2 separate regions of the Ovis aries genome follow, and region 2 is linked to region 1. The links are chromatin contacts, called in public Hi-C maps. All regions are on one chromosome and are shown on one strand. The core of a region is the stretch at or near the end of the contact, and the rest is flanking DNA. Distances in the headings are between cores, read along the strand shown. Region 1 has its middle 18 kb from the start of TRNAC-GCA. Region 2 has its middle 53 kb from the start of GTF3A.

What was found. Hi-C and Micro-C count contacts between places; a contact is called where the count stands out from the background.
Region 2: a Hi-C map of liver shows a contact between it and region 1, with 8 times the contacts expected there. The contact joins two enhancer-like sites. A contact is called at or near these places in 9 of 16 Hi-C or Micro-C datasets (blood, hypothalamus, liver and 5 more).

The regions. Positions count from the first base shown.
Region 1 is chr10:32,452,294-32,456,233 of ARS-UI_Ramb_v3.0, forward strand. No RefSeq gene overlaps it. Among named protein-coding and RNA genes, the nearest start is that of TRNAC-GCA, 18 kb to the left of the region's middle. Within about 2 kb of position 2,073, at least 5 of the 54 cell types and tissues checked have an H3K27ac peak or open chromatin away from gene starts, as enhancers often do. A contact at or near this core is called in liver, where this site is marked.
Region 2 is chr10:32,827,229-32,831,168 of ARS-UI_Ramb_v3.0, forward strand. No RefSeq gene overlaps it. Among named protein-coding and RNA genes, the nearest start is that of GTF3A, 53 kb to the left of the region's middle. Within about 2 kb of position 2,018, at least 2 of the 54 cell types and tissues checked have an H3K27ac peak or open chromatin away from gene starts, as enhancers often do. A contact at or near this core is called in liver, where this site is marked.

The DNA of each region.
Region 1 (3,940 bases), core at 823-3,322:
ACACTGACACACACAAACAACACAGTTACAAAGCAACATGAACGGGCTGACATGGTTTTGGGAAGCTGATATAAGTTTTTTTTTTTTTTGATATAAGTTTTGATAAAACTATTGACATCCGTTGGATCATAGAAAAATCGAGAGAGCTTCAGAAAACATCTACTTCTGTTTTATTGACCACGCCAAAGCTGTTGACTGTGTGAATCACAATAAACTGGAAAATTCTTAAAGAGATGGGAATACCAGACCATTTTACCTGCCTCCTAAGAAATCTGTATGCAGGTCAAGAAGCAGCAGTTAGAACTGGACATGGAACAATAGACTGGTTCCAAATTGGGAAAGGAGTACGTCAAGGCTGTATATTGTCACCCTGTTTATTTAACTTTTATGCAGAGTACATCATGCGATATGCCAGACGGGATGAAGCACAAGCTGGAACCAAGATTGCCGAGACAAATATCAATAACCTCAGATATGCAGATGACACCACCCTTATGGCAGAAAGTGAAGAAGAACTAAAGAGCCTCTTGATGAAAGTGAAAGAGGAGAGTGAAAAAGCTGGCTTAAAACTCAACATTAAAAAAACTACGATCATGGCATCTGGTCCCATCACTTCATGGCAAATAGATGGGGAAACAATGGAAACAAAGACTTTATTTTTCTGGGCTCCAAAATCACTGCAGATGGTGAGTGCAGTCATGAAATTAAAGGACACTTGCTCCTTGGAAGAAAAGCTATGACCAACCTAGACAGCATATTAAACAACAGAGACATTACTTTGCCAACAAAGGTCTGTCTAGTCTAAGCTATGGTTTTTCCAGTAGTCATGTATGGATGTGAAAGTTGGACCATAAAGAAAGCTGAGCGCTGAAGAATTGATACTTTCAAATTGTGCTGGAGAAGATTCTTGAGAGTCCCTTGGACTGCAAGGAGATCAAACCAGTCCATCCTAAAGGAAATCAGTCCTGAATATTCATTGGAAGGGCTGATGCTGAAGCTGAAGCTCCAATACTTTGGCCACCTGATGTGAAGAGCTGACTCATTGGGAAAGACCCTGATGCTAGGAAAGATTGAAGGCAGGAGAAGGGGATGATAGAGGATGAGATGGTTGGATGGCATCACTGACTTGATGGACATGAGTTTGAGTAAGCTCCGTGAGTTGGTGATGGACAGGGAAGGCTGGCAGGCTGCAGACTATGGGGTTGCAAAAAGTCAGACACGACTGAGTGACTGAGCTGAACTGATTGATATAACTTTAAAATTATGGAAAATTATATAGCAAAAATACCAACATCTACCATCTTGAAGAGACAGGATTCTAGGATGTTAAAATCATTTCACTTTCCCTTCCTTTTCTGAGTGATATAAAATGTAGAATGAAAGCTTCACACACACCATGAAAACTTCAGTCCCACCATGCTCAAGGGCGCTGTGACCTTGGACAAGTCCTTTATCCCCTCTGGGCCTCCTGTTCCATCTACCTAACAATGAGAAGGTGGTTTAATTTCAACACTGGCTTCCAGCTCTGACATTCCTTTTTGACTTAATGAATCTCATTTTCAGTAAGGGAGTAGGGGCAAGGGGGGAGGGGGGAGTCAAAGTTTATCGGTCAAAGGGACTGATAAACAGTCCCTTGGGAAGTTTCTCTCTTATTTTGACCTGTTTCAATTGTTCTTTTCCCATCAGTCGTTTGAGAAGGGAAATCGCCAGAGATGGGTCAAGTCACTCGGGGAAAAAAGCACTTTTCCAGAATGACAAATTTTAACCTATACATTAAAACAAAACAAGCAAAACCCACTACCCATGGAAACAACACACTCCACAAACAAAAACCAGCTCCCCAAACACATCCCGCAGCCCTGTTCTGATCCCAAAGGCCCTTGGCGGCTTTCTTAAGATCACCTGTCGCTTACACACCGGAATAACAGTAACAATGGCCAGCAGATGTTTTTCGGATCGCCGGAGGGTCTCTGAGCACGTTCTCACACAAAAGCACGGGGAGATCCGGGCGGGGTGGAGGAGGCGGGGGAGAAGGGGCGGGTCCCGGCGCTCTCGCGGCGCGAGCTGGTCGGGTCACCTGGTGGCGCAGGCGCACCTGCCGAGCACGCCAGGCTCGGCTCTCGGGCGCCCTCTGCCGTGCGCTCCCCCGGCGCGTCCGCCTGGCCGGGCCCGGGGCAGCCTTTTCCACCAGCTGGGTCCCCACAACTCAACGTTCCTGCGCCCCGCAGCCTGGCGCTCGCGGTTCCCAGGGAACTGAGAGGCCTCAAGCACTGTCTCAGTCGCCTATTAAACCCGCGAGCTTCCTTCAAACCCACAAATCTGCTCTCAGAGGAGAAGTCTTGTATTGTCTGCTCTCCTTCTCCAGACAGAGGGATGCTTGTAGGGGAGACCCTTGCTCACTCCGGATGATGAAAACAAAAATACTTTCTGCAGTTAAGTGTAAGCATTGAATGTGCTTCTCGCGTATTCTTACACGGCCCCGCTCGAGGAGGGATCTGAGTCTGAGAACGACCCCTCTAGAATCTTCTCACCTGCCTGCTCCCCCTCCCTTCCCACCGCCCTTCAATTTTCCAGGGGATGCAGTCACCTAGACCGCACGTCTTCCTGCTAGATGTGTGTGCGTATGTGCTAAGTCACTTCGGTAGTGTCTGACTTTTTATGATTCCTCTGTCCCTGGGATTCTCCAGGCAAGAATACTGGAGTGGGTTGCCATGCCCTCCTCCAAGGGATCTTCCCCAGCGATGGAACCTGCATCTCTTCCCCAGGGATGGAACCTGCATCTCTTCCCCAGGGATGGAACCTGCATCTCTTGTAGGCGGGTTCTTTACCACGAGCACCACCAACCCAGATGTGCAGCAGCAGGAAATCACTAAACCTGTCAGTGGTAACAATATCAACCTCCTCGAACCCACTCATGTATTCACCTGAGTCTTTCTCCTATCCCAGCTGAGCCCTGGGCTTGGCGCTGGGGGTTTATGTCAGTGAACAAGACAGATGCTTTCTTTACTCTCCTGAAACTTACCACTCAAGGAAGGAGCTGGAGCTGAAAACCAATAAAAACACAAACGGTTGTGTGTCCCTATAGGGAAGGTGACACATGAGAGTAATTTAGGTTGAGACCTCACTGCCAGAGCATGCAAGCTCAGCCTGAGGGATAAATAAGAATAGCCCAGGTGGAAAATGTTGGACAAAGACTGAGACAGGAGGTGTCATAAATTCCGGGAGAGGCTGTGTGGCTGAGTCATCAGGAGTGAGGAGGACAGACAAAAGGCAGAGAAACTCTTGAAGGCTGAGCTATGCAAATAGGTGAAATCCTAGAGAGAAGTGGAAACCATTGAATGGAGCCAGAGGGGCAGCAGCACGTCCTGCAGGTGGGTGTGGGTCTGGGGAAGGGGGTGGGCACAGGCACCTTCTGGGTCTCTGACTCTGGCAGGAAGACTTGGTGGGGGGCAGTCAAAGCTACATCTTAGGGGGACTGTTGAGAAATGTACTCAGGATCGTTGCTCTCCAGAAAGGCACTTTTGGTACCAAACGTGTGTATTAGTAGCTCTTTTCTTAAAAATTATTTTTGGCTTTGCCCAGTCTTAGTTACACAGCTCGAAGGACCTTCCTTGCAGCATGCCAAACTCTTAGTTGCAGCCTGCGTGGAATCTAGTTCCGCAACTAGGGAACCCTCTGCATTGGGAGAGTAGAGTCTTAACCACTGGACCACCAGGGAGTCCCTTAACAGCTCTTGATGAGGGCATTTATTGAGTGGGTTTTTTTTGTTGTTGTTATTTGTTATTTTTTTATATTTAGGATAGAATGGAAAGAAAGTTGAAAAATTTGTTTTAATGTGACAAGTTCACATTTTAACTTTATTTTTAATTGGAAAGACAGGGCAGACATACGTTTAACTTTGGCAGAGGGCTCAAGTGAACACAGGACCTAGAAAGACATA
Region 2 (3,940 bases), core at 768-3,267, 370 kb after region 1:
GAGCTCTACTCCAACCAGAATAGAAACAGGACCCTGTCTTCCTGTGGCCCTGAGACTCCAGCAGGGCAAGATGGTCCTCTGATGGCCTGTCTAACACTGACCCAGCATTGCGAGGGGCTCCGGGGGCTAGGGAAGAAGTCAGGACAGAGGGAGAAGGGACGCCTGGCTCCCAGACCACCCAGCACCTCACCCGTCCTTGTTAGATAAAGGGAATTTGGCCCAAGACAGAGAGGTTAAGTCCAAAGTCACATGCTTTCGTTAGGTAGGTGGTGGTCCTGGCTGGGGTCAGAACCCGGCCTCCGGGTCCCTCATTAAGGCTGCGTTATCCTAGGACGTGACAGTCGAGACGCCACTTGATGACTGGTTAAGTCTAATTAACTCCCACCTGGAATAACTGAACTTTTGTGTTGCTCATATTTGTTTCTTTGATACTGAGTGTTTGCTCAGGTAAAGTAAACTTTTTAAAGATACGGAGCAGGGTCAGAGGCCTTGCTTTTTACACAGTGATAAGTACAGAAGAGTGGCCGTGGCTTCGTGGGTTCATCTAACTAAGGAGTCAAGTTTTTGTGGATCAGATTATCCTCCCAAACTGCCTCCCTTGTGTTCAGCCCAAATGAAAAATAAGAAACAAAAAATTATTGAGTCCTGCCAAATGCTAGCCTTGCCCATTGTCCCCCTAAATTCTCATGGAAACCCAGGGGCATCATATTCGTGTGGTTACAGGTGGGGCAGCTGTGGGCTGAACAACTAGTCCAAATTCCCCCTCCTCCAGCTGAATCTGGGTGCAGAACTCAGCTGCCATTTAGGCTGCATATAAGGCTTCCCTGATAGCTCAGTTGGTGAAGAATCTTCCTGCAATGCAGGAGACCCTGGTTCAATTCCTGGGTTAGGAAGATCCACTGGAGAAGTGATGGTTTACCCACTCCAGTATTCTTGGGCTTCCCTTGGGGCTCAGCTGGTAACGGATCCTCCTGCAACGCGAGAGACCTGGGTTTGATCCCTGGGTTGGGAAGATCCCCTGGAGAAGGGAACAGCTACCAACTCCAGTATTTCTGGCCTGGAGAATTCCATGGACTATACAGTCCATGGGGTCGCAAAGAGTTGAACACGACTGAGCAGCTTTCACTTCACTTCAGCGCCTGGTAGTTAATGCCTATGTGTAGCATCTCTTGAATGAATAACCCACCTCCTATCCATCTACCCATAGCATCTGTGCTCTTGCCTCTCAACCGTATCTATTATCCTTTGTTGGAAGGTAACATATAGACCTTAGAGATTATCCTCAGGCTCAAACAGTAGGGCGACAATACAGTCAGATGGGAGCTAAAAACACCTGGTGAAGGAGAAGAATAAGCAAAACCAGTTTAACGAATCATGAAGGCCGATGGAGGTCAGGGAGTAGGAGGGGTGTTGCGCAAGTAACAGCTAACTGTTAGCTGTCACATGAGATGTCAGCTTTTTGGAGAAAACCTGCGTCCTAGAGCTGTCCTTGCCAAAGTCTCAACAGGGAGGACCAAGAAGGCTGTCAGGCCAGCAGAGGAGCACGGACGGCGTGTAGACCAGAACACCAGGGTCCTTGGGAGCCTCTCCCGCGCCTTCTCTTTCCCACAAACAGCTATTGCTGTCGTTGAGTCGATAAGTCATGTGTGATTCTTTGCGACTCCATGGACTGCAGCATGCCAGGCCCTTCCACTAACAAGACAGAGTCTAAGACAGAAAGGAGCCTAGTGAAGATTTTGAAACGTTCCCCCGGCCGAGAGCTCTTTGTGCTGCTCTGCGCCCTCCGGCACGAGTGACTTCTGTTTACAGGCTCTTGGAGGACTAGACCTTCCCACTGAGGTTTATGGCGGCATCTTTCCATCAAGCTGAGAAGTCATCAGTCAGGGAAAGCTACCTGGAGTTCCTGGCCCCAGCAGACATTCATTTCATGTCTGCCTTCCCCCTGATTCAGTTGTTTATATCCTCGGCCTCGGGAAACCTTGGAAGTTACTCCAGCTAAAAGCAGGCAATGCACTGTGCCAGCAAAATGCAGTCGGGACCTGGTGACACGGGGGATTGGCCTCGATCCACTGCCCTGGGGTAAGACTCTACATTTGTTTTGAAAGTGGGGGGATGGAGAAGGAGGTGGTGAAATCAATACCTCGCGTTTTTCCTGACTGGATGGGAGGTGTGTGCTTTCTTTTCCACCCTAGTTGTTGTTGAAGCTGTTTATTGAAAGGTTGTGCAAATATGATCAGTCGGCTCCAGGGCCATTAATAATCTGCTGGACAAAGCCGGCTCCATTCCAATTGATTTTGGATTTTTGAAAATGTCAGATTTCTTGGAACAGAGATGAAAGCCTGGGAGGCATTGGCCCTGGCGCGTGAACTCTTTGCCTCCACTGGGACTGATCCAGTGGGTTCAGGAGGTTGAACAGCGTGACGCTGCCACGAGCTTGCTGATCTGCATGGGTCCGGGGTTTTGCAGCAGCGCTGGAGGGGGAGGAGGCATCACAAACAAACACTCGACGTGTCAAGACACCAGGGCACAGCCTGCCTGGTCTACAGTCCAAGAGTGTCATGGGCCACAGTGTCATGAAGGAGGCTCACTGAGGTTGCTCCTATCTGCAGGTCATTCTGTCCTTGTCATTCCTCCCTTGCGGCCTTCCTGGGGCTCCAGCAACATAATTTCTGTGGTGTGTTTGTTAAAGCCCACATTTAGAACAAAGCCACTTGGAACGTAAACTGGTGCAGCCACTATGTATGGAGGTTCCCCAAACACTAAAAATAGTTACCATACAATCCAGCAATCCCGTTCCTAGGCATATATCCAGAGAAAACCCTAATTCAAAAAGATAGTGCACCCCAGTGTTCATAGCAGCTCTATTCACAGTCAGTAAGACATGGAAACAAACTAAGTGTCCATCAGCAGAGAAATGGATAAAGAAGACGTGGTGCGTGCATACAGTGGAATATTACTCAGCCACAAAAAGAATGAAATAAGGCCATTTGCAGCCACATGGATGGACCTAGAGATCATCATACTGAGTGAAGTAGGTCGGAGAAAGACAAATACCATATGATATCGTATAAAAATGAAATCCACAGCATGACACAAGTGAACGCATCTACGAAACAGGCACACAGACAGAGAGAGCAGGCTTGTGGTTGTCAAGGGGGAGGGAAGGACTGGGAGTTTGGGGTTAGCAGATGCAAACTGCAGGATGGATAAACAACAAGGTCCTACCATATAACACAGGGCATTATATTCAATGTCCTATGATAAACCATAATGTAAAAAAACATGAACAAGAACGGGTGTATGTATAGCTCAATCACTTTACTGCCCAATAGAAATTAACACAACATTGTAAATCAACTATACTTCAATGAAATACATTTTAAAAATACACAGAATAAAGTCATTTGCAGGTGAACGGCTCCTATACAGACTGACACGAGGGGCCGCCCATGTAGAGAGAAGGGCTTCACTGACAGCCTATAGGAAGAAAAGTTAACCTTTATTTTTTTGACCACACCATGTGGCTTGCAAGATCTTAGTTCCCCAACCAGGGATTGAACCCTTTCCCTCAACAGTGAGAGCACAGCATCCTAACCACTAGACAGCCAAGGAATTCCCAGGAAAGTTATTTTTAATGGAAGCAACATGTAAAGAAATAATAAGTGAATTTAAAACTAGTCAGTTTAAAACACATGGTGATGGAACAACTCAGAACTCTAAAAGAAGTACATGTTTTAATACTCATGTTAAAGTTGAAAAAAAAACCACAAAAATATAACTTGGTTTTTTTTTTTTTAGTTGTGCTATTCTACTTAGTATTTTATTTTCAAAAATAAACCCTGGTGTTTCATGCATCTTTGAATCTACCTAGGACATTCAGTTCAGTTCAGTCCAGTCGCTCAGTCGTGTCCGACTCTTTGCGACCCCATGAATCACAGCA